Regions from separate parts of the Mus musculus genome. Here all the other regions are linked to region 1. A link is a contact called in public HiChIP or PLAC-seq and promoter capture Hi-C data. All regions are on one chromosome and are shown on one strand. Each heading gives the region's core, a stretch centred on a gene start, on an enhancer-like site or on the middle of the called end of the contact. The rest is flanking DNA. Distances are from core to core; before and after follow the strand shown.

Evidence for each region. Promoter capture Hi-C pulls out the DNA fragments that hold promoters and counts their contacts. HiChIP or PLAC-seq counts read pairs in DNA pulled down with a chosen protein or histone mark.
Region 2: a promoter capture Hi-C map of embryonic stem cells shows a contact between it and region 1, with 2.5 times the contacts expected there. The contact joins the enhancer-like site here to the promoter of Ccdc167 in region 1. A contact is called at or near these places in 7 of 39 promoter capture datasets (the 3T3-L1 cell line, the HPC-7 cell line, cranial neural crest and 4 more), 10 of 484 Hi-C or Micro-C datasets (the N1E-115 cell line, cerebellar granule neurons, cerebellum and 6 more), 8 of 115 datasets of contacts at active chromatin or transcription factors (astrocytes, embryonic basal ganglia, embryonic forebrain and 5 more) and 1 of 9 other capture datasets (macrophages).
Region 3: a contact with region 1 is called in an H3K4me3 HiChIP or PLAC-seq map of the SCID.adh cell line, with 6 times the contacts expected there. The contact joins the enhancer-like site here to the promoter of Ccdc167 in region 1. A contact is called at or near these places in 7 of 39 promoter capture datasets (the 3T3-L1 cell line, the HPC-7 cell line, cranial neural crest and 3 more) and 4 of 115 datasets of contacts at active chromatin or transcription factors (the SCID.adh cell line, embryonic basal ganglia, embryonic stem cells and 1 more).
Region 4: a promoter capture Hi-C map of the HPC-7 cell line shows a contact between it and region 1. The contact joins the enhancer-like site here to the promoter of Ccdc167 in region 1. A contact is called at or near these places in 9 of 39 promoter capture datasets (the 3T3-L1 cell line, 3T3-L1-derived adipocytes, the HPC-7 cell line and 5 more), 3 of 484 Hi-C or Micro-C datasets (the HPC-7 cell line, cortical neurons and palatal mesenchyme) and 4 of 115 datasets of contacts at active chromatin or transcription factors (embryonic basal ganglia, embryonic forebrain, embryonic hindbrain and 1 more).
Region 5: an H3K4me3 HiChIP or PLAC-seq map of forebrain shows a contact between it and region 1, with 8 times the contacts expected there. The contact joins the enhancer-like site here to the promoter of Ccdc167 in region 1. A contact is called at or near these places in 14 of 39 promoter capture datasets (the 3T3-L1 cell line, 3T3-L1-derived adipocytes, the C10 cell line and 9 more), 15 of 484 Hi-C or Micro-C datasets (the 3T3-L1 cell line, the HPC-7 cell line, the N1E-115 cell line and 10 more) and 9 of 115 datasets of contacts at active chromatin or transcription factors (the SCID.adh cell line, astrocytes, embryonic basal ganglia and 6 more).

Annotation. Positions count from the first base shown.
Region 1 is chr17:29,715,741-29,718,317 of GRCm38.p6, forward strand. Ccdc167 (coiled-coil domain containing 167) reads right to left here and starts at 1,277. Exons shown (of 4, transcript NM_026782.2): 1 at 1,194-1,277. The coding sequence starts at 1,235.
Region 2 is chr17:30,597,214-30,599,790 of GRCm38.p6, forward strand. It overlaps Glo1 (glyoxalase 1), which reads right to left. Exons shown (of 6, transcript NM_025374.3): 4 at 592-659. Among named protein-coding and RNA genes, the nearest start is that of Glo1, 14 kb to the right of the region's middle. Within about 2 kb of position 1,293, at least 19 of the 459 cell types and tissues checked have an H3K27ac peak or open chromatin away from gene starts, as enhancers often do. A contact at or near this core is called in embryonic stem cells, where this site is marked.
Region 3 is chr17:30,535,778-30,538,354 of GRCm38.p6, forward strand. The region is part of intron 1 of Btbd9 (BTB (POZ) domain containing 9); the gene reads right to left. Among named protein-coding and RNA genes, the nearest start is that of Btbd9, 39 kb to the right of the region's middle. Within about 2 kb of position 1,309, at least 3 of the 459 cell types and tissues checked have an H3K27ac peak or open chromatin away from gene starts, as enhancers often do. A contact at or near this core is called in the SCID.adh cell line, where this site is marked.
Region 4 is chr17:30,508,550-30,511,126 of GRCm38.p6, forward strand. All of the region lies in intron 6 of Btbd9 (BTB (POZ) domain containing 9), which reads right to left. Among named protein-coding and RNA genes, the nearest start is that of Btbd9, 66 kb to the right of the region's middle. Within about 2 kb of position 1,277, at least 12 of the 459 cell types and tissues checked have an H3K27ac peak or open chromatin away from gene starts, as enhancers often do. A contact at or near this core is called in the HPC-7 cell line and cortical neurons, where this site is marked.
Region 5 is chr17:30,457,221-30,459,797 of GRCm38.p6, forward strand. The region is part of intron 6 of Btbd9 (BTB (POZ) domain containing 9); the gene reads right to left. Among named protein-coding and RNA genes, the nearest start is that of Btbd9, 120 kb to the right of the region's middle. Within about 2 kb of position 1,286, at least 32 of the 459 cell types and tissues checked have an H3K27ac peak or open chromatin away from gene starts, as enhancers often do. A contact at or near this core is called in cortical neurons and forebrain, where this site is marked.

The sequences.
Region 1 (2,577 bases), core at 27-2,526:
CGGTGCTTACGGATCCCTCAAAGTAGCAAACCACCACTAAAGAGAACAAAAATGCAGCCAGGCATGGTGGCACACGCCTTTAATCCCAGCACTTGGGAGGCAGAGGCAGGCGAATTTCTGAGTTCGAGGCCAGCCTGGTCTACAGAGTGAGTTCCAGGACAGCCAGGACTACACAGAGAAATCCTGTCTGAAAAAAACAAACAAACAAACAAACAAAAAAGGGATCACTGAGGAGATAAGTAACCTCTGGGAGGATGCCTCGAGGGCGTCCAATATTTTGACATTGAAGCCTGATGCTGTCATCTACAAGCATGCTGTATCACATTCCTAGATGTACTGGAACACCAGTGGCCCAAGGGCCCAGGCTGAACATGCCTTCGTTGTAAGGGAGAGGAAACGAGTCCCCACTTCCAGGAAGCCCACCTGAGCATTATTCCCTGCTCTATCACCTTCACCACTTTAAGCTGGCTTCCGCCTTTTCGTTTCCTTGCAGTGTTGCTCTGTATCCCAGGCTGGCTTAGATCTCTGAGCCCTGGGACTATAACCATGTGCCACCTATGTCCTGAGTTCCACGTAGACCCTCAGTTCCCTCGTCTATACGAGCATAACAGACATGCAACAATTCATTGAACATGCAAACGAAACATGCATCAGACGGCTTTTTTTCCATGCATGACAAACTATTTTAAAGGCCTTCCCAAACACCAATTCTAGGAATCTCTGCAGATTTCCAAAGATCCTCAAGCTACAAGGCTGATACCCCACAGGAAAAACTTCCCCTCTCTGGAGACGTTTAAGCCACTAGCAGTATACTGAATAATAGCCTCGCACTCACCCTGGAGTCTTATTAGCTCCATGGTGGTCCCTCACCTACAAGTCCCGAACACCTTTGGTTCCCACCTGTCTCTTTCTGCTAAAGTCTCCCTTAGTCTCCGAGTCTCTCCTTTTAGAATACCCACTATGGCCTGTCTTCTTTGGGACTCCCCTGACCAGGGATGGAGCTGATGGTTCTCAGCTCCATCCCTGCCTTCCTCATCGTGACCCTTCACCTCCCTTCACAGCCTCTCCCAAAGCCACGTCGCCCTCGCTTCCTCCATCTGACCCTCGACGTCGCAGCCGCCGGGCCGATCGACGCCCCTGCGTCGGAACACAGTGACTAACCACGTGACTCGAACCCGACTTCTCCCCCTCACCTCCTGAGCGACACCAAGATTCTCCCGCTTCTTTTTAGTCATATTGCTTGCTGTCTTTTCCGCGCTGGACCAGCCCATTAAGTCGCACTACGCACGCGCAGGACCTCGTGCTTCTTTTTCATTGGTCGGTGCAGAGGAAGGAGGCGGGACTTCTGCGTCGCCATCTTGTTAAGGGGCGCGTCCATCCTGCAGCGGCCATGTTTGTGAGGGGCGGCCTCCGGGTATAAGATGTGCAGGGAAGCAGTTTCAGGTCTACCCGTGAGTGGAGACCTCTTTACGTACTTGAGAGCTTTTATCTTAACTTCCTTCTTTCTTTTCAAACATCTTCCTTCTTGCATCCCTCAGGGCATCCCTGCACCGTTTTTTAGGCTATCCTCGTTCAAATGTTCTTGCTCCTGCAAGGCTCAGCCTGCAAGCCCTGGCCCTTCAGTCCCAACTTGAACTGCTCTGCCCTTTGGGATCTAATATGGTCTTGCACCGTTAATCCTTTCTGTCCTGTGTTCTTTCGCATTAGCTTGTTTTCTGGTGAAATGAGAACAGCCTGCAGACATCACGGAAGGCATGAAGAAGGCTCGCAGCACACCATATTAGCCTGAGATTCCTAGGTCTTACCTGGGCTTCTGGCTTTCTTTTAGAGGCTTGTTCATGCTTAGGATTTTAGAGTGTTTAGACCTTGGACTTGGAGATGTTTTGACTATAACCCTACCACAGGACATAGACATAGAGCTGCCACCAAAGTTTTACAAGTCAGTACCTTTTCTTTTTCATTTTTTTAATTAGATATTTTTAAAATTTACATTTCAAATGCTATCCTGCAAGTTCCCTATACCCTCCCCCCGCCCTGCTCCCCTACCCACCCACTCCTACTTCTTGGCCCTGGCATTCCCCTGTACTGGGGCATATAAAGTTTGCAAGACCAAGGGGCCTCTCTTCCCAATGATGGCCGACTAGGCCATCTTCTGCTACATATGCAGCTAGAGACACAAGCTCCGGGGGGTACTGGTTAGTACATATTGTTGTTCCACCTATAGTGTTGCAGACCCCTTCAGCATCTTGGGTACTTTCTCTAGCTACAAGTCAGTACCTTTAGCATCTGTGAAGTGCTATGGTTTTTTTGTTTTTGTTTTTTTTATTAAAAGAAAAAAGTTAGCTGAGCATGGTGGACATATGAGTAGTCTCAATTATTTAGGATAGTGAGGTGGTGCATCATTTAGAGTCCACAGTTTTGAAATCAGCCTGGACAACAGTGAAACCTTAATAATAATAATAATAATAATAATAATTAATTTTTAAAAAATTGTGGTATGGCAAAAAAACTAAAAGTAGATAGATGTTGTCTGAAAGAGTGGGGATGTGGTTCAAAAAGCTGCCATAGATCCCTCAG
Region 2 (2,577 bases), core at 43-2,542, 880 kb after region 1:
CAAGACACTACCAAAAAATGACTGACCACAGTTCCCATTGTTTTTAACCAAATGCTCTCTGAGAGGGAGATGGAGGTACAGTCTAGTGGCAGAAAGCCTGCCCGGCATGTTAAAGGCCTTGGGCTCTAACCCTGTCCCTACAATAAGGTTTACTGGAAGTATAATACTGTGGTTTTACTGTATAATATTATAAGAAAGTAAACACGATGTTTAGACTAATACCAACATAGCTGCTAAATAAGATTGGCAAGATATAAAAATATCCACGTCCCTAATAAGCTATACTTGAAAATTAGATCATTCAGCCGGGTGGTGGTGGCGGTGGTGCACGCCTCTAATCCCAGCACTTGGGAGGCAGAGGCAGGCGAGTTTCTGAGTTTGAGGCCAGACTGGTCTACAGAGTAAGTTCCAGGACTACACAGAGAAACCCTGTCTCGAAGGGGGAAAAAAAAAAAGAAAGAAAATTAGGTCATTCATATCTAAAGTTTTATGTATCCATAAATATGTACACCATGCAAAATCACACACACACACACACGCACGCACACGCACATGCACACACAATCATCAAATACAATGAGGCAGACGTACCAAATCCACGAGGGTCCGAGTTGCCGTTGTGGTAACTCTGAGTCTCGTCATCTTCAGTGCCCCAGTTGCTACAGAGGAAAGGAGAACACTGTGACAGCTGGTCAACATGTCAGCTTGGGGGATTTAGAGTGAAGGCTGGTCAACATGTCAGCTTGGAGGACTTAGGGTGACGGCTGGCAGACATGGTTAGCTTGGGGGAATTAAGAATGACGACTGGTCGACATGGTCAGCTTGGGGGACTTAGGGTGATGGCTGGCAGACATAGTCAGCTTGGGGGACTTAGAGTGACGGCTGGCAGACATGGTCAGCTTGAGGGACTTAGAGACAACCTAGTACACACACCTCAGCTTTTTAAATGTATTTTAAATAACCTTTTGTGCTCACTAGTCTAAATCAATTTTAATTAATTTATTAATTTTACTAATGATTAATATGTTATTAACCACAATGATCCATCTGTACTGGTTAATAATAATGATGAATTATAATAATTTGATTAATTAATTTAAATTTTCGAGTGAATTTCCAGAGAGGAAGTCCCACTGTCAAAGTGGGTAATGCCTTCCAACTGTCCTGCATTGTAGCCTCCCCCAGCCTGAAGCAGACTGATGCAAACCTTGCTGCCTCTGAGAGTGAGACTACCTGGGGTGGAGCCTTCCGACCTAGATGGCTCTATTGTTCTGTCACCTGCCTCTGCTCTCCTCCAAGACACTGCTACCTGCTGAGAGGCCCCAGAGATATTCCGGAGGCACGTCCTATCCTACATATCTCCTACAGGCTGGCTCCAGACATCAAGAATGGACTGGGGGCGGGAGGATGGGTCTTCCCCCTTATAAGCACACTCTCTTAGTAAACCTTGATCAGAGAAATTTTTGTCTTGGCTTCCTTCATTATCTTTTCTTACAGTCTAAGTCTCTTTCAGCCCCGGCCTGCCTTCCAGAAATACCCGGTTCATGTAGGCCGCGGGCTGGCTTACAACACTGCATCTATTGCTGCTAAGAGACTCCAGCTTGCTGGCCTTCTGCGGTGGACTTAATAGCAGTGCTTCTCCAGGGAACTGCAGGCCGTGGACCCTGGCTTGGGACTGCCTACGCAGCCACCTCTGTGGATGGAGCTGGGCTCTCTGCTTCTTCCTGAGTTCAGGCAGCCACTGCTGGGACTACCGAGCCCCTTCCATGGAAGCCGATCTAATAGATCTCCTTCTATTCTATATGGACATTTGAATGGTTCTGTTCTTTTAGAGAAAGATCCTTGCCTTAAGACAGTAACTCACAGTTCTGACCTGCGAACAGCCTATGAGGAGTATCCCCAGAGCTGTATTCTGTATGTCCGCTACTTTACTTCAAATGTGTTTTCACCTGTACAAAGGGCAAGCTGGCAAAGACGACTGTAGCTAGGTTAAAAAGATACTCAAACTCAGGCACCTGGATAAGAAGAGCACCAATAAAAATCACAGCAGCTGACACATTCTAGATATGTCATCAAGTATTTCCATTTTAGATTTGAGAGGTCCACTTAGGGATACATACTAACACAGGCATACTGCAACAAAGGCTCTTTTGTTAGTCCCTAAAAAAATACAAGAACAAAACACCCCAAAACCTGCCAATGTAGTGAAATCAAAAGAAATTCGGGCAATCCTTAATTCTGTACATTTGAATGCTGAGGGTATAAAAATAACTTAAAATTGGAATGTTAGTTATTATAAAATGATGTGCTAGCTCTTTAAAAGGAACATATTCTATAACATTTTTGTATCCGAAAGATACCAAGATAACAAGAGGACACAAATGTGAATATCAGAAGGTTTTTAGAAGAATCTTTAAATTATAAAATTAATAAGCTATAATCTGGCAAATATTTTGCCACATGGAGTCTTATTCTCTAAAAGAAAAATGTTCTCTTTGTCTTATGGATACCATAAGAGTAACACAAAGACTCAAATGTCCACACTTAAAAATATTGAAAATTACCAGGCAGTGGTAG
Region 3 (2,577 bases), core at 59-2,558, 820 kb after region 1:
AACAATGCTAACAAAGTTATCAGACTGCATATGTGTATATGTAGAACACTAAGCGTTATCAGTAAGCTAACTCATTTCCATGTATGTGCTCCACATGTATTTTCTTTTTAAAGGCCTACTGTAAAAATTACACATCAGTATTTCTAAGTCACTCATTTTCACTTAATAATAAATCTAGAAGAAGAAATAGCTAAAGCTCGTGGGACTGAGAGCTGACACATTTCACCTTTCCACACTGAGCTGCAGTAACCTCAGAACTTGATAATCGGACATCATTTTCACACGCGTGATGCGGGTAGACAGTATACGTGCAAGATGCAGGCATACAGATGATTATTTTCTCAAGTAACATTTTATAACTCTGCCACTCTGCCTGTTAATGCTTATTTTGCCCTGCCCTATAAAGTCCAGACTCTTCAGCTATAAAACAATAGATTGTGTACTGTGAAAAGATGGAAGGGAGTCATTGGGAAGAAAAGAGGACAATACAGGGGAACAGGAGAAAGAACATATGTCAACCACAGCAAAGTATAAAGATGCCATAATGAAGCCTCTTACTGTATGCTAACTAAAACAAACTGAGAAAATTAAGACTGAGAAGATAGGAAGTTTTGAAACGTTTGTACAAGTATGCACCATTATCAGGGTGAACAGTCCTTCAGATGGCTGACTTATGATCCTTTCCTGTCCCTATACACAAACATCATTTTCCTTATGTTAAAAACATGAAATGTGGGGGGCTAGAGAGGCAGCTCAGCTGTTGAAAGCACTGGCTGGTCTTCCAGAAGGCCCAGGTTCAATTCCCAGCACCCACGAGGCCTTTCCCGACTGTAACTCCAGTTCCAGGGGATCTGACATCTCCACAGGAATACATGGAAACAAAACATCAATGAACATAAAACTAAACAAATCTTTAAAAGAACATGGAATTCATTTCTCCTCCCATAAAGTCTGGAGTTAAAATCACTTTAACCACCAAAAGCAGGCTTCTAGGCCTAAGCCTTTAGGAGGTCTGACAGATCTACGTTTGCGCTTTGGAGCCTGAGCTGCCCAGGCTGTGTGGACGATCCAGATGAAAAGCAAGAGGCCCTGAGATTACAAGATGAATAATGAACCCAGGGGAGATGAAAGTCAAGGTCCAAGCACACATTCCCAGTCGAGTCGTTTCTCCCTGCTCAGTCATCCATAGGCTGGATATTAGAAGGATGCTCCAACTCCAGCAGGTACCAAGTGATCCAGACACAAGCTGAGCCCTGTTTAAATCCTACCCACAGAATTAGAGTAAATGTATAAATGGCTATCTATTTAACCCATTACCTTTTAGAGAACTCTGTTGCCTAGCAATATATGAGAGTTGGTCTTTCCTTAGCTCTAATGAACACTAAGCAAAACGGCAGAGTACAAAAATCAACATATAAAAATCAATAGGTTTGTTATATGCTGATAATAAAATTGTCAAGCTAGACTGAGGAAAGAAAACCTTGGTTTTCATGGTTGCCTGAGCCTGTGACAGTGAGAGAGAGAGACCCTGTCAGCTGACGGGATCTAAAGTCACAAGCAGGCAAGCTCCCATGGCACGCCCTTGGAGGATTATTGAGACTGGATTATTTGAGGTGACAAGGCACATCCTAAATGTAGGTGGTTCCACTCCTTGGACTGTAGTCCCAATGGACTAACTAGGAGTAATCGGAATAAAAAGGAAGAAGAAAGCCCTGCGGCGCGGCGCCCAGTGGCAGCAGGCGGCAGCATTCCTCACTCTCTGCTGCCTGACTATGGGTACAGTGTGACTAGCTGCCTCTCCTGCCACCACAGCCCCCTTGCTTGATGAACTATCTCCCCAAATTAAACCTCCTTTGAAACTGTGAAAGTGCTGGCAGGAAGGAGGTGAAATACTTCAAGGGGTAAGCATAAACAAAGACCATTTGAAAAAGACTCCAATAGCAAAGACGATAACCCCAAGAAGTGACAGATGAGAATGCATGTAGTTTCTGCACATTAAAGAAAATAATGAGCAAAGTACAAAGGCAGCCATGGGATGGTGGAAAAGCTTTACAGTATACAGTATATAGTCAACAGAGGAAATATCTAGAAATTACCAATAATTCCAAACTCAGAAACAAAAAAACCACACATCGGCCAATTAGTAAACAAGCTAATGAAATGAACAGACAACTCTCACAAGAAATACAAATGGCCAATAAATATTTGGAAGTGCTCAATATCTTAGGCATCAGGGCAATGCAAATTCAATCTATACTGAGACTCCACCTTACCCAAGTTGGAAACGCTATTGGAGAGATAGATTAATGGTTAAAACTTGTAGCATTAAAAAAACAAAAAAACAAAAAAAAAAAATTGCAGCATTCTTGCAGAGGACCAGAACCCAAGTTGGGCAGCTTACAACCAATCGGAACTCTAGCTTCAAGAGTTTCAATGCCCGGGGCCTAGCAAACACAGAAGTGGATGGTCACAGTCAGCTATGGGATGGATCACAGGCCCCCTAATGAAGGAGCTAGAGAAAGTAGCCAAGGAGCTAAAGGGATCTGTAACCCTATAGGTGGAACAACATTATGAACT
Region 4 (2,577 bases), core at 27-2,526, 790 kb after region 1:
GAATAGATGGAGGCAATAAAAGAGATTCAAGTGCTTTACCCCAACAAATGCTACAGTTTTAGTACACATCTAATGAGGCTCCCACAGAAGACTAGCTAATATGAACAACATTCTCCATATACCAAAGAAGGCCTACATGCTCAGAGCAGAGACGAGATCATAGCATCTCCTGTCTCTCCGCTTACAACACTACCACCCTGGCAACCTTACTCAAAAATACATGCCTGCTCTCAGTGACCCGTACTTATAAATTTGTGTATATGCTACTCTCAACTGATGAGTGCAGAAACCCTGACATCTATCAGTGTTACAAGCTCGGGACTGAGTACAGTGTAGAGCACAAAGCAGGTGCTAATTTGCTGAATGAGTAAGCAGTGAACGAACGAACGAACGATCGAACGAACGAACGAAGACAATTTTCTTTCCTGGGCTAGTGAAGCATGCCTAAATCCCTGTTCTGAGTAAAAACAGAGCCCCTCTAGTGAGGTATTTATCATCACCGAAGGCCTCTAATGTAACCCCTGAGACTAGAAGACAGACTGGCAAATGTTCTGCAACACCCCTTCCTTTTTCTGCGACATACTTGACACATAATAATTTCTTGCTCTAAGAAAATGGGAATAAGGAGGGAAAGGAAACAGTAGTTATTCAAACAAGCAACGGGCATCAAAGGGAAGCATTGGTAGAGAATCAAGTGCCTGCTACAAGAAGCAAGACCTGTCTCATCAGGGGTGCGATCACTAATTCAACTGTCCCAACCTAGCCCACCACAGTCTGCCTAAATTCAACATTTGATTTCAAAGAGTTTCTAAAGGATTAGAAACATATGTAGCATTCTGTAGCATTGGGATTCTTTAGCATTAGCCCACTTTCCTGAGCAGGATATAAAAGTAAAAAGTATTTCAAAACACTGACAGGGGTGACTGATATTTAAAAATTAAAATTTTATTTTCATAAAGCATCAATATAACACTTAACTGCAGTATCAATTCACATAACACACACAAACACACACGGGGGGGAGAGAGAGAGAGAGAAAGAGAGAGAGAGAAGTCGTTATCAATGCAAAGTTCTTACAAGTGACACAGTGAGGTTTGGTCTGAGGATAAAGATGCACACAGATAAACTGCAAGTCGCTTTTCTTCAGCTCCAGCTGAGGGTTAAGGTAGGAGGAGCTGGTGTTAGTAAAACTTTGGTGCACATAGAACAGCACCACACACACACCACTCCTGGCAAGGGTTCAGAAAGGTCAGTCACTTCCTTCCACTCATCATCACTGAAGTGATAACTGTGGTGTGAGGCTGGCGCTTCCTTACTGCCAGGAGACGCAACCACCACCATGCCAGGCGGACGCTGCCAGGGTTACCCCGCACAGGCAGAGGCATGGCAGACCTAGTGTTATGTTATGTGTTTTCTCAGAACCAAAAATATACAAAACCTGCTGTAAACATTCAAAAATGAGCAAGCCATTAGTTATTAGTTATTAAGATACTGTTTGTGGCAGGCTCAGGACAGTACAGGGAAGCACTCACAGGCTTGGCTGCTAGGAAAAGGCACAGTGGCATCTTAATAAAAGCCAATGTGCCAAAGATGCCAACCTTCTCTGAAGATCAAACAACAGCTCAGATTCTCAAAGGGTGATTAAAAAAAAAAAAGTCTGCTCTGTAGAAAACAAGCAGCCTTCCTGCTCAATAACTATCAAGCTCACAGGGTGCGGTTCTCCCGTTCAGTAACTATCGAGCTCACAGAGTACGGCTCCTGCTCCTTTTTGGTGAGGGCAGCATGCTCAGTGAGGCACAGATTCACCACAGCAAGGGTGTGAACTGAAGCCAGGGTTGGGGTGAGCGCCATCTGCAGCACAGCACAGGTTCCACAATGCCGACTGACTGACCTAAGTCTCAGAAAGAGGTGTAGGTCAAATCTCCCATGCCTTGATTGATAAAATACCACTTTTTTCAATTTAACAGATGAAATCTGCCATCCATACAAAGCATTAAAAACCTTCAACATGAACCTCAAATTTCAGTTTCCTACAGAAAACAAGCCCTAAAAAAGTAGAGCTGTTTGCCAGCTCAGGGAGTCTGCCACCACTCAGACCCTCTTAACGACTGCTCTGCTCAGATGGACAGTGAATGTTCAAGGCAATGCAGACTTCATCTCTCACCGTCAGTCAGCGCCTTACACCATGAACCTGCACTGGGTACAGAGTGGCCGCCTAGCACAGTGTCACGGTCTGAGTGCTGTCTGACAATCCTAAGACTTAGAACCCACACTCTATGCCTCTAAAAGCTTGTAATTTTACTCTGAGGGAAACCAAAGCAACACAAAAGACACTAAACAACAAAGGTGACATATGTACAAATACACAAATTAACTAACACAAGAAAAATTAAACCCTTACACACTAAGGAAGTATTTGCAGAGTGAAGTACCCACAGGAAGTTCATTTAGAACATTGTTTAAGCAGTCAATAAATGATTCTGAAGGGAATCAAAGCATCCTTGGATAGTCAAGTAAGGTCTAATTCTTAGATTTATCTTAAACTGCTGTTAGAACAAACACCTAAGCTGACGAACG
Region 5 (2,577 bases), core at 36-2,535, 740 kb after region 1:
TGGTCTGCTGCTTGCCAAGTTCTCTGATGAGTTAGTGGCAACAGCCATCCTGTGCCCCTTGCTGAGCCAGTATGCTAAACAATGTCCTAACTGCTTTCCAGAGGGAACACCACCACCCAAGGTATGGGAGACAGCCCAGAGGGAACACTGACAGACAGAAGGCTGTGTCCATCTGTCTTTGTGTCCCTCCAAAGATCCACTCTGAGGACTGCCTACCTTCAAGCAGAGAACCAAAGCCACCAGCAACCCCCAACCCCCCACCCCCACCCACCCCCGGTCAACAATGGGGAATGCTTTATCCAAAAGGCAAACGCTGCGAAAGAGAAGTAGAACTATCTAGCAAGAAATGACAGATGGGTCTAGACACATAAGGTAAAGGACAGACTCGGCTCTGGTGACTCTCTGAATATTCATAGAATCTATAAAAGTCCAATTCTTTCAGAACGCAGTCTGTTAGGAATGAATATGCAACTGTACCAAATAAAAACACTGGATTTCTCCAAAAGTACACAAGGAGGGAATTTTCCCACCTCCAAGTGCTGTCACACATCGCTGCTGGATAAAGGATTATCTGAAGTTCATATTGACTTGTGATTTATACTCTCTAACTCAGGGCTCAAGGATTTCTCCCCTCCCTTCAAATGGATTCCCTCTCGAAACATTTCACTCAGCACACAAGATGATGCATACTCCACAGATGTTTCTTTTCTAACTTAATTTTTTTTTATTAATTATGTGTGCAGTGTGTCTGTGTGCGCACCTGAGTGCAGTTGCCATGGAAGTCATTAGTGCAGGGGTTTTGAGCCATCTATAGCCATCCCTGACTCTGCAAAGCAAACTGGGTACCTCATGAAGCCTAGCTGATGGCCTTAGCTACTAAGCCACCTCCCCAGTCTTTCAGGAGATGTCTCATAGGTGTGCTGTTGGAGCTAGCTAACTCTGAGATCAAAATGATCAGGCATACTGGGTCCTACATAGGGGACACTGGGCAGCAGTGTGGACGAAAAGCTTGTCCTCAAGTTCCCTCGTTCAGTATGTGGAAAGAGAAACTAAGAGACAGGAGCAGAAGATCAGGAAAGGGGCCCATACGGAGAGAAGAAAACTGCAAAGAATACTCAGGGAGAGAAGGACAGTCGATGAGGATGGCCAACCCTCAGCACCACATCACAGCCACTCATGCCAGAGGATTCCAGACACTCTAGCTACTGGGTAACAGCTGGGGCCCAGCTCTTTTCTCCATTCCAGGCAACACTGAAGTATTATTCAAGACCTAATTAGGCAAGCCTGGCTAGAGTAAACTACAGGCAACTGGCAGTGCAGCAAGCCAGCTCTGCAGAGGAGGAGTTGGGTAAGGGCATGCTTCAGGCACGTGAGAACAGATGGGTTTAAGACTAAGGTGCCCTCAGTCTCACACTCCTGTTGCAACTTGTTGCCTCTAGAGGAACACTGTCAAGTCACTTTTCTATGAACAAACATCTCTAGAGAGACCAAGAATCAGGTAACTCCCAACAAATGACCTGGGCCAGAAGTCTGATCATTTATAACAGAAGCTACCTTCCTGTGAGAGTCTGGCGGCCTGCAGCACCTGTCTTTGGTACCCATAGCCAGATCCCAGCCATCTCGGTCTTCTCCAGACTTGCACAAGGTTATCAAGGACAAGCCACAACGTCAGAACCAGTCTGTCATCTACACTCCATATTCATGGGCAGAGGAACACTATAAATACTTCCAAACAGCAGACTGTACCAAGGAGCTGAACAGAACATAAATAAGTTGCTTCATTATTTAGAGGCAAAGATACTTCTCAAAGCCGCATGGTTCTCTTGATCTGCTCCATAGTACTAACCAACAACAAAAATACAGAGCAGGGAGCAGCCCATGAGCACTGGACAGAACGTTCTGTTTACAATCCTCTGCCAAGCAGTACCCTGAACCCTTCCGCTCACAGCCCGAACCCAACAGTAACAGAGAGCAGGCATCAGAGGGAGAGCGGGTGTCAACTACTGACCCTGCACACATTCAATTTAATAAAAAAGTTCTTCTCAGACCAAGAAGACAACAGCAACACTCCTAAGCTTCACTTTACATAGTAAGTGCATGGGTGTCACTTTGATCTTGGCCATGTCTGTTGTTGACACCAGGCCAGTTATAGGCTCCACAGTGATTTTTCTTGCAAAATTACACACAAAACAAATGGGGTCCATGGGTATAAATTCCACAAAACAAAAATCTGTACACTGAATGAAGTTAAATTTTTTTAAAGATTTATTTATTATATATAAGTACACTGTAGCTGTCTTCAGACACTCCAGAAGAGGGTATCAGATCTCATTACAGATGGTTGTGAGCCACCATGTGGTTGCTGGGATTTGAACTCAGGACCTTCAGAAGAGCAGTCAGTGCTCTTAACCGCTGAGCATCTCACCAGCCAGAAGTTAAATTTTAACCATACCAAATCATATAGCATTTTTAAAGACACACACACAGTAACAAGTGGCAGAGTCTCTGGGGTCTTTGGTGATGGCCTCTGCCAAGCCTGCCTTCTGTCAGCACTCTTCTCTTTACTAAGCCAACACT